Regions from separate parts of the Mus musculus genome. Here all the other regions are linked to region 3. Evidence: chromatin contacts called from public HiChIP or PLAC-seq data. All regions are on one chromosome and are shown on one strand. The core of a region is the stretch at or near the end of the contact, and the rest is flanking DNA. Distances in the headings are between cores, read along the strand shown. Region 1 overlaps Sorcs2 (sortilin-related VPS10 domain containing receptor 2). Region 2 overlaps Afap1 (actin filament associated protein 1). Region 3 overlaps Sorcs2 (sortilin-related VPS10 domain containing receptor 2).

Region 1 (3,366 bases), core at 269-2,768, 300 kb before region 3:
CAGTGGTAAAACAGTGTCCCCTAGTGAATGGCTGGCCATCTCTGACCCTATCTCTGGGTCATCTGAATGATGGGGGCAAGCTCTTTTCCATCTCATGAATCAGTTTATACATCTGTAAATTGGGAGAGCTCACACCCACAGCCAGTCAAGAAGAAAAACATTTAAGGGTCTAGTGGCAACATCTTTTGCATTAATGGGGGCATTACCACTGTTATCCCCACCAATGTGCTGGTGTTTATTATACCCATCCAAGAGCTTTATGGAGCCTTTCCAATTCATTCTCATGGGGGGGGGAGGTGATTTTACTATCTGTCATCAATTCTGCAGAAATAGAACACTTCTGCTTAATAAAAGATAAACGTTGAAAATAAACAAGAGCCAACACTGGAGGGATAGCTGAGTAGCTAAAATCTACATAAAGGTAGCCTGTGGCAGGGTGGAAGATCAGCTCCAGAGGGTGCATATCAGGAGATTGGTGGAATGTACTTTAAGGCATTGCTTCTCTGAGAAAGGGTAAGAAAATTCAGCCAAGGCAAGGAGAAGGTGACATTATGGGAAAGTGCACCAAGGAGTACATATAAGTGACCCTCATATGGGACCAGAGGGCCAGCAGCTTTGCTCTGAGCTCTGGTGGCATCACTGTTGAAAGTGCTCAGCTTTCATTCTCCCTTGCTCAGAATGCCTTGTCTTCATAGGTGGAACACTAATGCCTGCCATTGCACTGACTCTCTTGCAGCTAGACTATTGGGTCAGAGTAGGAATGTGTTCACAGGGTTTAGAAAGTCAAATCGAGATGAGGTGTTTCCTTCTCTCCTTGGGGTACATCCTCTGTCTCAGGGAGCATGCTTAACTCTGGAGTGCAGAGGGAAATATACATTCTGCTTTTTACATAGGTGCTGGGGATATGAACTCGGGTTCTCATGCTTGTACAAAATGCAATTGCAGACTGAGCCATTTCCCCAGACCCAGAAGTATTTCTTGACTGGAAGAGAGGAAAAGAGGGAAACAAAGCAAAACAAAGTGAATCTGACCTTATCTTAGAAATAAGTACCCCAGCCAGAAAGCAGGTCTACAGTTCTGGCCCAGGGAGATAAGGCTGTGGGTGATAAGAAAGTATTCCCAAGAGATCTGGGTAGAAAGGACGAACAGGTCTTGGGAGGCTTAGGACCTTGCTAAGACTTGGGAGGAACACATATTGGGTATCACCCAAAAATTCTGTAGGTACAGTAAGGTACCTCAGATTGTGTCCCAAATCATGACATAGTGAGGAAGGAACAGCGGAAGGCAGGATACTCCCAAGTGAGGCAGAGCCTTTGTTAGAGCAAGGGCAGGCATCCTGGAAGAGGAAGGAGAGGTGGGTGAGGGGATGGCAGAGCAGGGGAAAGGAGTCTGGGACTGAGTGGCCAGCTCACTCCTGTTCATAGGCTGTTTGTGCCTACTTGGGGCCTCTGGACCTGGTGTATGACTGTCTGGTCAAAGTTGAAGCTGGTCAAGTTTCTGTTTTGTTCCACCCAATGTGGTGAGACCAGCATACTTCCCAGATGAGAGCCACATGGAATCCTGGACACTCCTAGCCAGGAACCACACCCAGAACATTCCAGAAAAGCCTGGCATAGCCCCAGCTACCTAAGGACCTAGGACCAATGCCCAGTGTACTGCTCTGAGCCAGAGTGCTTAGCAGTGTGTGCCTTTCAGCAGTGTCCAGACGCCTGGCTAACAGCAAGCCTGTAGATTTGTAGAGTCAGAGCTGGCCTGATTCCACTTCAGACACAGCTTCTTGGGCATCTAAGCATTGACAGACCACCAAGCCCCCACAAAACTCAAGACGGCCATCACTTACTAATTTCCCCAAATCCCTAGTTCCTTTTATAACAGCAATTAAACCTTTTTTTCCTCTCCTTTCTTTCCTTGTCATCACAGAAAAGAGCCAAGGAAAATAACCAAGGTTTTCAGCTCCATTAATTTTTCAGGGCACCATAAATTAAGGAGCAATTGCAACACAGTCAATTTCTTCAGGAAAATAACTCGCCGTAGCTGCGCTTTGGTCTAATTACATGGAAGGCTAAGTACTGCTATTAATACCCATAAGGGTGTGCAGCCCTGAGGGAAAGAGGTAGGAATAGACAGGCAGCCATAGGCCAGGGACACTAGACAATATGTGTTAGACCTTGGCAAGAAGGCTGGGCTCTGGGGAAAGCTGGCCTTGGCCATCACCAAGGGTTCCACTTGGGGTTCTCTTACCTGGCTGACCCCTGTTAGTAGGAATTTGTCATTGATCCATATGTTCATTCATTTAACCAACTTCAATCGATCCATTCATCCATCCATCCACTTATTTACTCACCATCTATCTCCCGCCCACATATCCATCCACCATCCTACTCAGCCAGGCATCTTTCCACTACCCCACATTCCTATGTACTAATCTGTTTGCTCATCTGGCTCCACCCCTGAACTCATCCATCTATTCATTATATATATATCACAGTCTATCCAAATCTATTCATCCATCCATCCATCCATCCATAATCTACCTATGGTGGTTTAAATAGGTATGGCCCCCAAAGACTTATGTGTTTGAATGCTTAGCCATAGAGAATATCTCTATTAGGAGGTGTGGCCTGGTTGGAGGAAATGTGTCACTGTGGGGTGGGCTTTGAGGTTTCCTATGCTCAAACTGTGCACACAGTGTGGCACACAGTCTCTGTCTGTTGCCTGCAGATTAAGATGAAGAACTCTCGGCTCCTCCATTACCATGTCTGCTGTGCACTGCTATGCTTCCCTCCATGGTGATAATAAACTGAACCTCTGAAACTGTATGTCAGTACTAATTAAATGCTCTCCTTAATAAGAGTTGCCTTGGTCATGGTGTCTCTTCACAGCAATAAAACCCAAACCAAAGCACTACCCATCTATCTAAAATCTATTCATCCATCTGTCCATCTATCTATCCTTCCCTATATTCATATATAATCTATCCATCCATCTCTCCATCCTTGCCTGTATCCATCTATAATCTATTCACCCAACATATAGTTTCAGAGAACACTTGATATTATTATAGTAAAATATAAATCCAATATACCTTCTCAGAGCTCAGCCCTAGTGTGTGTGGGCTGCAGATTGTGATCAAACAATAGCAGAAACATGCAATTGAATGTTAGCACCAGGGAAGGGGCACAGGATCGGAAAGAACATGAAGGGTGGGTCCATGCCTGTTGCATTTCAGGTACAGAGGTCTGATAGCCTGGACACATGCTGGCTTTCACACCTGTCCCTCTCCCAGGGGCTGATGAACAGCAGTTTCCGGTGGTTGCTGTCCAGGCCTTTGGGAGGGTTCAGATATGTACAGTCATAGACATAAGT
Region 2 (3,352 bases), core at 39-2,538, 400 kb before region 3:
TTTGTTTGTTTGTTTGTTTCTGGTTTTGGTTGTTGTTGAGACAGGGTCTTATTATATAGCCCAGGTTGGCTTTGAACTCATGATCTCTCTGAGCCTCCCTGCTGCATGCTGGGCTCACAGGCATGTGCCTCCACTCCCCGTCCAGAGTGGCTCTGTAACAGTGGCTAAAGAGCCCATGCACATGTGATCCATGTCTCCAGAATAGATCAAGTTACTTCAGGCCTTCCTGCCATCCTGTTTGTGGGCGTGCGCTCAGAAAACACTTAGGCTCTGTTGATACAGGTGACGTCTACTCAGAGAGGTCTAGTGCCTGGCTCTCTGCGTGATTGATTGCTGTTGATAGCCTTCAAAACAGTTCTAGTAAGATGTTCGTCTGACTGCGTTTTAAAGCAGGGCTTTCCTTCTTCCTTTTAAAACAGTAATGAATCAGAACAGTCCCATCTATACATTAAAAGCCTTTAAAAAGAATAATATCATTTAGCTGCGGTTTCTCAAGCGAAACCTGCAGCTGTACTGGGAACAATCCCCCTTATCTGTCTTTGATTTTATGTAGGCATCAGGTCTGGCTATGGCCTCTGGTAGGGCACCCCACATCTGAAGATGCCTTCCTTCTCCTTCCTAGATGGCCCTTGAAGAAAAATGTCTAGAAGCTGCCTGAACACAAGAGTCCCCTTTTCTGGTGCTCACAGGCTTCTGTCTTGGTGTCTGTGACATCAGAGATTCTTCGCCTCACGAGGCAAGAGATGCATGTTAGAGTGTTAAGAGTGTGTGGACTCAGGAGGCCCCCAGCCAGAGAAGGACTCACATTTTGCATATGTGGGTACTCACTGGGAATATATCTTGAAGAAAAACTCATCAGAGGTGTGCAAACCTTCATCTGAGCACTGAGGGTCTGAGTACGTATGTGTGCAAGACCTGGAAGAAGCTGAGCGACACCTAGCCTTCTCCACTATCCTCCTTTTTACCCGCTGGCCACCCTTTCCCTGTCTAATCCTTTCTTAGTCTCGGAGAGATGGTGTGCGCACAGTGGGACAGTTGGAGGCCATAGTAGGACAACTGCCACAGATGCCACAGTCAGCTTTCATCTGGGTTAGTCTCTCCAGGAGATGAAACTCTGGCTTCCCCAAGCAGGGATGGGACATAGAGACCAGGAGGAGGCCTTGGGCTGTGGGTGGGGAGCTCATACCAGCCACGTTCCGTCATTTGCTGGAACATATCCAGCGCTGGGGAGTTTACCACTCCCCGGGCCTCCCACTTCCTGGAGAGTTTTCATCTTCTGATACTTTTATTTCTGTCTCCCGTGCTCTGCTTACAGCGTTTGCAGCTGGGTCGTCTTGCATGTGATTTCTCTTCCGTTATGTGCAGGCAGCTGTCAGCCCCTCCTCGCCACCCCATGTCCACTGTCACTGTCTCAAGGCGGTTTCCTGGTTCCCGTGTAGACACCAAGGAGATGAAACTGGTCCTGATACCGTGCAGTGGGTTCTGTCCGGGGAAGAGCCTCCAGGTCCCGTTGAAAGGCAGCTGTGTAATAATGACTCTTATCTCTTTATGAGCATTTAAAACCTGGATGTGAGCGTGTGTTTCGTGCACTCTGTAAAAGACCACAGACAAGGGACGTGGCTTCCTCGGGAGCCTGAGCTGTGGCATCCTCTCCTTGCAGGCTACCTGAATGTGCTCTCTAACAGCCGCTGGCGGGAGCGCTGGTGCAGAGTGAAGGACAGCAAACTCATTCTCCACAAGGACAGGGCTGACCTGAAGACCCACCTCGTCTCCATCCCCCTCCGTGGCTGCGAGGTGATCCCGGGCCTGGATTCTAAGCACCCGTTGACCTTCCGGCTGCTTCGAAACGGACAGGAGGTGGCTGTTCTAGAGGTATGGGCTTCCCTGGGGCTGCTATCCAGAGAGGTGTACACAGATTCTGTCAACAGCATGATTAGGTCTTCTGCAGAAGACCCTAGCTCCCTGTAGGGACTGATTTTGATCCAGCCCCTTCCCTCCCTTGGCTAATTCTGTTTTACGTTGTCTTCAGGGTTTCTCTTTTGGAGAGTCATGGATGATACAGGCTTCCAAGAGCATCATGCATGACAACTTTGCTTGCCACAGCTAAATGCCTAGCTCCAAATAACAGGCCACCTTTTCTCTTCTTTCTTTCTTTCTTTCTTTCTTTCTTTCTTTCTTTCTTTCTTCCTTCCTTCCTTCCTTCCTTCCTTCCTTCCTTCCTTCCTTCCTTCCTTCCTTTCTTTCTTTCTTTCTTTCTTTCTTTCTTTCTTTCTGATTTATTTATTTTTATTTATTTATTATATGTAAGTACACTGTAGCTGTCTTCAGACACTTTTTCTTCTCACTCTGGCCCTGCTTGCTCCCTATAGCTGACTTCTGACACCCCAGAAGAGGGCATCAGATTTCATTATGGATGGTTGTGAGCCATCATGTGGTTGCTGGGATTTGAACTCACCACCTTAACCACCTTAACCGTTAACCGTTGAGCCCACTTTTTCAAAGTGCCTAGGCAGGCAATACCTTGTGGGGGAAAAAAAATCTCCATTAAAATACTTCTTCTAAGCATAGGCTACTCAGGTACATAGGACTGTTTCCTTCGCTTGTCCTTTGGAAAGCTCTCCACATGTTAGGGCCCCTGACACCCTGTGGTAGGGTCTGTGAGGAGCAAGCCTGTGGCTACTTATGTCCTTTATTGTCTGCTTGGCTGCTTTATAGGATAGTTCACCAGTCTTCCATTTTGGTCTTTTCTACTTGACAGTAATCCAGACTTATTTTTCCCCTTTTCTCCTTTCTCCTTCTTATGATTAAGATACACACACATGTCATACATTCACAGACGTGAAGAATTATGTTTTCCAGGGTTCATGTCAGTATGTTCGTGCCACAAGGTCAGCAGAAGTGAGGCTGTGTTAGGCTTGTATCAGCGGCTGACATACATGCCATCCACCAGACGCAGAGCCCAATCTTAAATGGCTGTGGTGTGGGTATGGGACTCTGAGCAGTGTCAAGGTGTCCAGGCACGCAGCCAACATCTTGAATTTCAGCATGTGGGTACTTATTTCCAAAATTGTTTTCATAGTAGGTTTTTGTTTGGCTTATTTTTGGTTTGTCTCGGACCTTATATTATCTCTATAGGACTCACTGGCCCAGATAGTCTCAGGGACGAGGAGGATGACTGCCCCCTGGTGGCTGCCGTGCAAAAATGCATATCTCATCCAGTTCTGGGATGCTGTATCTACCCTAGCTCTCACTGATCCGACAGCAAGCAGCCAAGTCTATTTTTTTTTCTCTTGGGCTGTTACCTGCCTACAAAAACACTTAACAAGGATGGATTAAAATTTTAATAAGGATA
Region 3 (2,899 bases), core at 203-2,702:
ACACAGAGGTGTGGTGGTTTGAATGAGATTAGCCCACATAGGCTCATATCTTTGAATAATAGGTCAAATGATAGTCGGTAGAACTGTTTTGGGAAGTATTAGAAAGTGTGGCCTTCTGAGGGAGATGGATCACTAGGGTGGGCTTTGAGGTTTCAAAAGCCCATGATAGGTCCAGTTTCTCTCTCTCTCTCTCTCTCTCTCTCTCTCTCTATATATATATATATATATATATATATATATGCCTTCATCTTGTGAATAACATGTAAACTCTCAGCTACTGCTCTAATACCATGCCTGCATCCCTGCCTGCCTCCCTGCAGCTACGCTTACCACCATGACAGTCATGGATTCTACCTCTGAAACTGTAAGCAAGCCCCCAGTTAAATGCTTCCTAAGTTGCCTTGGTGACAGTGTCTCTTCACAGCAATAGGAAAGTAACTAAGACAACAAGAAGAAACTGTTGAGAAAGACTCAGCTTTCTCCCCCATATTCAAAGGCTGAAGCTAACTCCAGGACTCCAGAACTAACCCGAGCCTTTACAGAGATCTTGAGTACAGGTCACTAGGTATGCCAACGTCCAGTGACCGGCATCTTCATAAGAGTTTAGGCACAGAGCCACACAGGGATGATGCTGTGAGGACCCAGGGAGAAGATGCTACCTGGAAACCAAGAAGAGAGGCCTTGGGAGGAGCTTAGCCTGTGTCAGCTTTATCTCAGAATTCAGCCTCAGTCTATGAACACAGAGAGGTGACATCGAGGAAGGAGAGGACATATGAGGCTTGTTCCCCAGCCCTACAGTCTCCCTGCAGCGAGAGGTCCCAGGGTCCTCCTCCATGACTATGTAGAAAATCCCAAGGACCCCTGCCACCACCCTAACTGACCCATCTTTCACCTCCTGCCTTCTCACCATGTAGGGTAGAGGTCACTTTTCTAGAGAATCTGAGGAAAAAAACTTGACACACTCACCTCCATCACACAGTGGGGTGCACAGCCAAGGAGCATATAAGCGCCAGGCCTTGGGGACATCTTCAATGGAAAAGGGGGTGGATTCAGGATTGAGGTTGCTCTTGTCTAGTGTGAAGGGCCAAACGTACAGCTAAGGTCTGGTTGCCTCCAGGTGCTAAACAGGAATGCTCAATTTCTACGCCTAAGCAAGTGTGGGGCGCGTACGAAGTGAAGTGACACCCTTCACCTCAACCCATGAATCACACACACACACACACACACACACACACACACTCAGCTAGACCTCTGCAACACAGTGACAGGACCAGCTGGAGTGCAAGGGGGGATGAAACAAAAGCGAGCCCCACCCAGAAGTTCCTGGAAATCCTCCAAACCATGGCCCAGAGAGGAAGCCTGAACTTGGGGCCAGTCTCTTGCCCTCCCTGTGTGCTGTGGCCCATGGCAGCTCCACCCTGCAACCCTCAGTCTCTCTGCGTCTTAACCAGAGCCATGACTCGTGGGGACAGATGGCCTCTGGATTAGTGGGTCTCAGGGGAAGGGGCCCCTGCATTTCGTTATCTGCAAGGCATCTAGCAGGCTGTCTCTGGGTCTCCAGAAATGCCTGCGTCCTCCACCTGTTAGTAATAAATCCCCTTCATAAATTTCCACACCAGGCAACCCTCAACGAGACTTAACCCTTGAGCGAACAGGGCTGTTCTAGCTGGCGCCTGGGGAATGGTTGCAAGTCCCCACCACATCCTGCTCTGGTTCTGAGGGCTGGAAGGACATTCGGAAGCTGCGGGGTCAGGCTTGGGGCAGACTCTCGGTCACACAGAGGTCAGGGATGCTGTCATCTCAGGGGCCTTGAGCTGAGGAGGCTGTTTGAGGTTCTGATACACTTTCTCACTATGGTGGTGTTCAGGTGAGGCCCCAAATTCTGTGGTATTACTCCACAGGAGAGGGAACAGCACGTGCATTACCTTGAAGCTAGACAAGTATCTGAAAATGGAGGTGACTCCTACTGATTTCTAAGGCTGGGGCCTAGAAGGCTCCTGACACACAAAGAGGGAATGAAGGCATGTGGGTCAAGGCAGAGAACCGGGATAGAGGGGCCACAGCAGAAAGCCATGGCAGAGAAACAGAGAGACGTAGCAGAGAGTCATGAAGAGATCTTATAAAAGAGAGCCGCAGCAGAAACCCAGGGTGGACAGCCTGCGGGGTGGGAGGGAACAAGAATCATCTTCGCCACTGCAGCTCCTCTGTAGCCCCTCCCACTGACCCAGGAGTCCGGGGTGCCCTGCCACTGTGCCTGTTGTTGCCACACCAGCTCTGCTCTCTGCCCATTCTCCTTTGCCCATGTCCCTCAGCAAGTGGCCCCTCCCCACCACCCTTTGGCTTCACCTCATTGCCTCTCTTCTGACGCTTCATAGAGACTTTACCACTGAAATCCTCTCACCTCGGGTACAGCCCAAGAACTTGGGGACAGCTGCGATCCCCCCACAACAGTGACTTAGGAGCATTCCCCTGCCTCAGCCTGTTACAGACCCCCCCCCCACACACACACACACCTTCTTCAGGCTAAAGCAACCACCAGTCTACTTCCTGTCTCCTTCTATCCCCACCCCCACCCCCTCACCCCCCACCCCCGCACACGCTCGGTACTCATTTCATAAGGAGGAAATCAAACAATATGCGGCCTGCTGTGACTCGGCTCTCTCGGGGTGCAGCCACGTTTTACAACATGTTTGTACTTTGTTCCAAATAATAGTCTATTGTATGGATATACCACATTTCGTTTACCCAACACATCTGCAGCTGGACAGCAGAGTCCAGCTGCCAGCTCTGGGCTATTAAAGTATGAGAGAGAATTCAGGTGCGAGTCACAATGTGGGCACGAGCTTCACAGTCTGCTTCAGAGGGAGCCGTGTTTCGTCTCCCCAGTGGGACACACGCA

The links. HiChIP or PLAC-seq counts read pairs in DNA pulled down with a chosen protein or histone mark.
Region 1: a FOXA1 HiChIP or PLAC-seq map of pancreatic cancer cells shows a contact between it and region 3. The contact joins two enhancer-like sites. A contact is called at or near these places in 2 of 484 Hi-C or Micro-C datasets (muscle stem cells and pre-B cells) and 3 of 115 datasets of contacts at active chromatin or transcription factors (heart atrium, large pre-B cells and pancreatic cancer cells).
Region 2: an H3K27ac HiChIP or PLAC-seq map of large pre-B cells shows a contact between it and region 3, with 4 times the contacts expected there. The contact joins two enhancer-like sites. A contact is called at or near these places in 2 of 484 Hi-C or Micro-C datasets (cortical neurons and embryonic stem cells), 2 of 115 datasets of contacts at active chromatin or transcription factors (double positive thymocytes and large pre-B cells) and 1 of 9 other capture datasets (adipose tissue).

The regions. Positions count from the first base shown.
Region 1 is chr5:36,073,788-36,077,153 of GRCm38.p6, forward strand. The region is part of intron 4 of Sorcs2 (sortilin-related VPS10 domain containing receptor 2); the gene reads right to left. Among named protein-coding and RNA genes, the nearest start is that of Gm52811, 9.5 kb to the right of the region's middle. Within about 2 kb of position 1,519, at least 71 of the 459 cell types and tissues checked have an H3K27ac peak or open chromatin away from gene starts, as enhancers often do. A contact at or near this core is called in muscle stem cells and pancreatic cancer cells, where this site is marked.
Region 2 is chr5:35,972,728-35,976,079 of GRCm38.p6, forward strand. Afap1 (actin filament associated protein 1) reads left to right here. Exons shown (of 17, transcript NM_027373.2): 10 at 1,661-1,872. Among named protein-coding and RNA genes, the nearest start is that of Afap1, 81 kb to the left of the region's middle. Within about 2 kb of position 1,289, at least 113 of the 459 cell types and tissues checked have an H3K27ac peak or open chromatin away from gene starts, as enhancers often do. A contact at or near this core is called in double positive thymocytes, where this site is marked.
Region 3 is chr5:36,372,054-36,374,952 of GRCm38.p6, forward strand. The region is part of intron 1 of Sorcs2 (sortilin-related VPS10 domain containing receptor 2); the gene reads right to left. Among named protein-coding and RNA genes, the nearest start is that of Sorcs2, 25 kb to the right of the region's middle. Within about 2 kb of position 1,453, at least 116 of the 459 cell types and tissues checked have an H3K27ac peak or open chromatin away from gene starts, as enhancers often do. A contact at or near this core is called in double positive thymocytes, muscle stem cells and pancreatic cancer cells, where this site is marked.